Regions from separate parts of the Gossypium hirsutum genome. Here region 2 is linked to region 1. The links are chromatin contacts, called in public Hi-C maps. All regions are on one chromosome and are shown on one strand. The core of a region is the stretch at or near the end of the contact, and the rest is flanking DNA. Distances in the headings are between cores, read along the strand shown. Region 1 holds the start of LOC107892040 (hypersensitive-induced response protein 4). Region 2 has its middle 9.8 kb from the start of LOC107892686.

The links. A called contact is a pair of places that touch in the nucleus more often than the background predicts.
Region 2: a contact with region 1 is called in a Hi-C map of leaf, with 2.4 times the contacts expected there. The contact joins the enhancer-like site here to the promoter of LOC107892040 in region 1. A contact is called at or near these places in 10 of 34 Hi-C or Micro-C datasets (callus, hypocotyl, leaf and 1 more).

What each region holds. Positions count from the first base shown.
Region 1 is chrD09:23,216,998-23,220,632 of Gossypium_hirsutum_v2.1, forward strand. It overlaps LOC107892040 (hypersensitive-induced response protein 4), which reads right to left and starts at 1,580. Exons shown (of 5, transcript XM_041101710.1): 1 at 833-1,580; 2 at 492-612; 3 at 281-372. The coding sequence starts at 1,315. LOC107892039 (somatic embryogenesis receptor kinase 1) reads right to left here. Exons shown (of 3, transcript XM_016817006.2): 1 at 3,502-3,635; 2 at 3,068-3,328; 3 at 1,508-2,958. The coding sequence ends at 1,634.
Region 2 is chrD09:23,303,085-23,306,848 of Gossypium_hirsutum_v2.1, forward strand. It overlaps the pseudogene LOC107892038. Among protein-coding and RNA genes, the nearest start is that of LOC107892686, 9.8 kb to the right of the region's middle. Within about 2 kb of position 2,122, at least 7 of the 9 cell types and tissues checked have an H3K27ac peak or open chromatin away from gene starts, as enhancers often do. A contact at or near this core is called in leaf, where this site is marked.

The DNA of each region.
Region 1 (3,635 bases), core at 330-2,829:
CAAGGACATCTATCGTACTTTTTTCAAGACTGACATATCAAAGTCTTCTTTGATTTACCAGCTCATCAGTTTCTACAACCAAAATTTATCTCTTTTATACATATACATGCTTATATAATCATTGGTCTTCTTCGGTCTACCCGTTAAACAGTTTTTACAACCAAATATATATGTATGTGAATGTATATATACATGTATGCCTTATGCACTTAATTTAAGCACTCTTGAGTAATTTGGTGCATAAGGATAAATGGTATAGCAAATGAATGAACTATACTACCTTCTCAATTTCCTCAAGCACAGCTTTAGCAACCTCACCCTTTTGTTCAAAGAGTTCATCCAAATCCATCCTTGGAACTAGAGCTCGAACCACTACCACCAACAAGGGAAAAAAAGTGAGACGAAATGGGATGCATAAATGGTTTTAGTTTACCAAAAAAGGAGCATAATATTATAGGCTGATACGCATAAAGAAAGCCAAAGAAAATGACCATCAAACACAAAAGCCTGGATCTGTTCTTTGGGATTTTGCAGCTCATAGAATGCATCATCAGCATGTCGTTTCATCACTCGGTATTGAATGGAGCAAACCAATTGAACAAAAACATTGTCCTACAAAATGTAACATTCTCATATTCATACTCATTGATCTTCAGCTAGTAGAGCAACAATATCAATGTAAATATTGTTCAAAATTGGGCGATTTCCCCGCAAAACAAGCACACACACACACACACACAAAAAAAAAAGAACTGATAAAATTCATATGATGAATTGATTAGAAATAGAGTAGCTAGGCATATTGATGGAAGGGGTTAATAAGGGAATTGACCTTGGTTTTGGTCTCGATGCGGACATCGAGAGAAGAGATTCGGGTAGAAAGGACGCCGGCGAGCCATTGACCGGCGCAGGGGTTAAATAAGTGAAGGCCAGGCTCCGCCAACTTCTCGAAACGACCCCACCTCTCCACCACGCCGATACTGGCCTGATCGACGCACGCAAAGAATATGCAAGACGTATTCCCCATTTTTTTCTCGATCGATAATAAACAAAACGGATGAAACAAAAAAGAAAGAATTAAAATCAAATGAAAGAAGGCGGAATTCTTTGGTTCTTGATTACGAGTTAAGACGGTGAAAAGTAGGAGATTCGGTGTGGACGGACGACGATAAGGATTTGGATTCTCGACTTCTCGTGTCGCCTCCTTGGTGGTGATTTTTTTTATTTTGAGAAAAAAAGTTGGTTTTAATTGGATTTGGATAGCAGCCAGGGTTGCTTCTTGACGTAGGCGATTATCACCTTTTGCTTGACCCATTGCATTTTTGAAGTACAGAAAAGACAAAATAGAAATAAAGTATATTTACTAAAACGCTCCATAATATGGAATGGTTATTATCTTCTGTTTTCGTACTCTGAAGATATCATACCAGAATATCTCACCAGACTCTGATCAAACAAGTAAATTTCACATGACTTTACCCAAAGTATCCCAGCAAACACAAAGAGCCATCATAAAGCTAGGGAGATGAATATAAAATTAAGGGTTTACAAAGTTACAACACTCATGACAATGAAAGCACAAAATATCCAAAAACTTAAAAAGCTTGACATGAAAATCCAGTTGAAACCGAGTCTACACGCCCAGATCTTGAACCACTGCTTCCATGGATGGTCTTTCTACAGGACACTCGTGAGTGCAATGCCAAGCAATTCTTGCAAGTTTAGCTGCTTCATATTCCAAGTACCTACCATGGAGGTTTGAGTCTATAAAATCTTGGATTCTACAACATTCACCTCCAACTCGTACCAACCTAGTCACATTTCGTTTCCCACCAAGGACTTGAAAAACCACGACCCCAAATGCATAAACATCACTCTTCTCGGTAAACCGGCCTGTACTAGTGTATTCAGGAGCTAAGTAACCCATAGCAGCACTGCCCTTGAGCGTTGCAAACACGATATCATTGGTAAGGAGGTTGTGCAAGCCCGAATCCGAGAGCAAAGGATTGAACTGATCATCGATGACCACTTTTTGAGCTGAAATGTTTTGGTGAACGAGGGCAGGTTTGTTTACTTCGTTACCATGCAAATATGCTATAGCTTTGGCTATGCCTTTAACAATGGAAACTCTTGTGGACCATTCCAAGACCTGTCCATTACCATCCTTGACATCAAGATAGCTTAGTAAATTCCCATTAGGGACAAAATCATATATGAGAAAGCACTCTCCCTGGGCCTTTGAACAACAGAACCCTCTCAATCCCACTAAATTTTCATGCTTCAATGAAGCCAAAACAATCAGTCCCCTCAAGAACTCAGCGTCATCTGATTTGCAACTAGTTTTGCCGATGCTTTTAATCGCAATAGCTGATCCATCCCTTAGAAACCCTCTATAAGTTGCGGAAAAGTTACTCTTCCCCAATAAATTTAACTCCGAAAAGTACTGAGTAGCTGTCTCCACCTCTTCTAAGTTGAACCTAAAGCTCTCGGCAAAGCCATTGTAGTTCCTGCCATCAGCCAAAGGATCCCAACCATTAGCATACTCAAGGCTAATGAGTGGAGATCCGTTCTTCTTACTAAACCCCTTGGTTTGATTGGTGCTAAGGCGGTTTTCAGGAACTTCAGATAAGCTACTAAGCTTCTGTTTCTGGCGACGATATTGCATGAATGTGACGAGTCCTATAACTGATAATGCAACTATGACAACAATCAGGGCAACAAGAATAGGACCCCTTTGAGACTTTGATGGCTTCGAGCAGGGTTTTTGCTCACAAGGTAACTGAAGATTTGCCGTCTCCGGTATTTCTCTAGTAACACCAGCTGCCCCTGACCCATACACCTCAGGTTTGCTTGGATTAATATGATCAGAATCATTACAAACTTTCAATGATGCAAAACCAGACCCACATAGACCCGGATTATTTTGAAACAAGAATCCATCATTCAGTCTCTTAAGAGCTACATCAAACCAAGAAGGGAAAAAAATCAAATGAAGTTCATTATTATTTTTCCATAAAGCCAAGCAGAATATAGTTATATATAATAAATAAATAAAAAAGATGAGTACCAAGAGGGACATTGCCAGAAAGTGAATTGTTCCGAATGTCTAGAACTTGAAGCAAAGGAGCATCAGCTAGTTTCAAAGGGATTGAACCAAAGAAACTATTGAAACTCAAATCAAGCCTTATTAATGTACCCAAATCCCCTAAACTTGCAGGGATTGCACCAGTAAGTTGATTGGACTGCAAGGCAAGTACATTAAGCTTCTTTAAAGATCCCAATTGTGTTGGTATGCTTCCTGTGAGCTGGTTATAACAGAGCTGCAACACTACACAGTATATTTGCAAAAGAAGGAAAAGGGAAAAAAAACCCAGTTAAGTGATTTTTGCTTAAAAACATAAAGACCCAAAATGGAAAATTTCTCATAATCCAAACACAGCAAGATTTGGAAAAAAAACCAATGGTAAATAGAAGAGAAAATTCAAATACAAGACCACTAACCCTTCAAGCTACCCAGTTCACCAATCTGAGGAGGAATCTGACCAGAGAGATTATTCATGTTGAGATATAAATCAGTGAGTAGAGTCAAGTTTGCTATTTCTTTAGGTATCTCCCCATACAAAGAGTTGTAATGC
Region 2 (3,764 bases), core at 872-3,371, 87 kb after region 1:
TGCAATGGTGACCTCCACCTCCACACCAGGTTCAATGGTAATCGATGTTATCTGCTTCACCACATATCAGGAGAACTGAAGAGGTCAATAACTCGCTTATGAACACGGAGCTCAAACCGATCCCATGTGTTTGTTCCTACACATGACACCAAAATGATTAGTCTTGATACATCATTACCTTTAGCATACTAGATTGTTATTTTAACACAAACAAATCATATGTGCACCATGTAGCTCAAGCATCTAACATTAGCAAAGTCAAGTTCAACATATCAGAACAAGCAAAACATTAGCAGTTAGTTCCTTCAAGAAAAAGATGGATGTGGAACTCAAAATTATTAACCAGCATGCAATTACAATATAGTATAAAATGCAGAGGACAGGGCAAGAATGCATAGACACTCCTATTTCTTGTGGGTATTATGATTACAGAGAAAAACAGAAATTCAGCAGTATTATATGCTCCATCACAACAAGATACCATTTCTAAAATCATTTCTGACGGACAGGGAACTAGAGTATTCTCCATACAATAGGTTTCTGAAACATGCTTTCAAGGTAGAGTCAAAAGAGTTTCAAACATAAATAATTGGGTAATAATGTAAGCTACACAATACAACAAGAGTCCAACGGGGAGTAAATACCTTCACCACATGGAGACTTCCTTGTGGTAATGTGAAGAACCTTGGTAGGCATTCTCACAGGTCCCTTAACCCTCAGTCTCTTATCCTTGGCACCACGAACCAGATCAGCACAAACTGTCAATTAGACATAGACATTAGACTAACCGATGATTAGTCTATCCATTTCATCCATATCAGGCCCCCAGAAAGTACTCATCACTATATGAAATTTAGCTAAGACAAGGAAAATTTGATAGTAACAAGATTATAGAGGTATAAGAAAAATCGGTACCTTTCTCAAGGTTTTTCACATTCTTGGAGGAGAGAGTGATTCTGATCTTGTGTATCTGTTCTTGGGGCTCCTCCAAACCAGGCTTGGTCGGCTTCATTGCAGCGTATGCCATAGTTTCTTTTGTGTTCTGTTCAGTACAATCAATTTCTAATAAATAAAAAGGTTATCGTCCAAAAGCAATTCACAAAATTAAAAATCTTAAGACTCAGTCAGCTTTTAGCTAGAAATATCAATATATAAACGATATTGCAAGGGGTGACGGCAATTAAATGCACATCAATTTTCTCACAAAATTCTCTCTTCAGTTTCAGTTCTCCCTTATTTTCTTTCTTCTTTGTCCTCATTCTTCTTTACCGATTTCTGAGTTGAAACATGTCATAAGAGATAACAGTCTGACTAGAACTCAAAAGGAAATGGGTTAATTGAAAAAAGGATGCTGACAGGATTGTCACCAAGGTTGAAAAAACTAGGAGCAGTTGAAAACGAGCTGCAATCTGAAATGCAAATGGGAGAAAAGTTCAGAGGTTGAAATGAGAAATATGTTTAAAAGATGCAGATGATGAAAGGCTCAATCAAAGGAATGGCTAAATTTGAGTCAAAGCTGAAAACTGTATTGTGAGTTGCCACAACAACAAAGTAATAAATCCAGGACTGCGGTTGCTACCAAAAATGTTGGTAGGTTCTAGGATTCAGACTAAATACTCCAAGGCCGAGTGTCACAAATTCGATGGTGGGGATTGTCAAGGATGGTTGCCTAAAATGGTTCTTTGAAGTAGATCAATCCAATGATTTTCATTTTAAAACAGTAAAGGAAATGTTGCGAAAATGGGAAAAGGTTGTAACCCAAAAATTGTGGGTTTTTACTTGTTTGATTGAAGATCAATCCCGTGAACTGGAGCTAAAACCCAGAATAAAGAAAACCTAAAGCACTGTTCTTTCTTATTTTGCACATTAATCTGACCCCAATTCCAAAGCAAGCTATTTTACACATCAAATTAAAATACCAAGGAAAATAAAAAGGAAAGAGAGAAGGAAACCTGGAAGAAGTGGATGAAGTGAAAGAAGTTAAGCAACAGCCTTTGGTTGCTTCTTTCCTCAAAAGCCAACGGAGTAAATATATTTTTAGAAGATATGCAAGGGGATCGGTAGCGGCAGAGGCTTTTATTATTAGGGTTAGGGTTTTTAGTTGGAAGGCTCCACCAAATAGATTTACGGGTCGGGCTGTCATATTTAGTGGGTAAATTACTTAGTTGGTCACCCAGCTTTTAGGGTGTTCCATGCAATTTCGTCACCTAACTTTTAGGGCATTTTTATTTTAGTCATTCAAGCATTAAATCTCTATCATATAGTACATGCCACATCATATTTATATTTTCATTTTGGTCACCCAAAAAATATCTTTTTTTAAGTATTTAGGGTAAAAAAATCAAGAATTAAAGTAAAAAGTAGTAGATGTTGAAATGATGCCACAAAATTGTTAAATTGTATTTGTTTATCCCATTGCGGAAAATACTAAATATCTTTTTTAATATTGAAAATTTTAAATTTCAAAAAATTAAAATAAATTCATAAATTGTTGAAAATTTTTTTATCCATTGATAATGTCAACTGATTTGTTACTATAATATTGAAATTAATTAATTTAATCTCCTCTAAATTTTAATATTTTATTTTATGTTTCCATATTATCCTTAACGAAAAGAACTCAAATAACTCATTTTAATAATTTTTTACGAAACTAAAAGTTCTTTTGGTTATATAATCTTGAATATTCCTAAACTAAAACCAAAGCAAAAATACTTGTAATTAATTAAATTAATTATTTGTTCTTCATTTGGGTAAAGAAGTGATGACAAAAATTATGAGTTTTATTTGGTATGAAATATAAAATTAATTAATTTGAAGGATTTTTCTTTACTCTTAGCTTAACATGAAAATTTTAAGATTATATAATCAAAAGAAATTTAAGTTTCGTAGATAATTACTAAAGATGAATTATTTGAGTTTAATTTGAAAAATGAAATAAATTTTAAATTTTAAATAAAAAAGTAAAATTTTATCGAAAAAATTGAAAAATAAACTTAGAATTTTAGGAATATTGTAAAAACAATTTCTAAATAAAATGTCTAATCTACCCTTATTCTATATAGGAGTTGAAATTAAAAAATTGATTGAAAAATCTAATTTACCCCTATTTTACTCTAAATAGGAGTTGAAAATATATAATATATAAATATAGGTAATTAAAATGTGATAAATAAAATAATATATTAAAGATCATATTAAAGAAAAATTTCACCAATATAAACATAAATAGAATTAAAGAAAAAAATGAATAATATGATTTAATATTCTAATAAATAAATAGAGAAAGCAATGATAAATGGATCACTAATAAGAAAACTATAAAAAAAATGTGTATTAAACATGTAAAATAAATAAATTCGTGCAGTTGAACTAAATTCCTTTCATCTCGAAATCTTAAAGAAAAACTCAAAAATTGACCTTTTTCATTTAAAAAAATGGGAGACCTTCAACATCATAGCCACAGTCGACCATATACAACTACCGTTTACTATTTTTAGTCCACTAGTTCTCATCACTATCCTCGCATTAGTTCTCTTGTTCTTCATGCATGATCCTTCCTTTTCTTTACCAAGAAAAGAGATGGGGGTTTTATACAAAACCAAATGTTGTAATAGCAAATGTAATTAAACCAATGATTTAATTGAAAAATATCAATTTATATGTAACTCCCAACTTTACTACCTCATACTAATTTTGTTTTGACCACTTTAAAATTAATAATACTTTTAAGTCTAGATTATCCTAGTTTAACATACCTATTT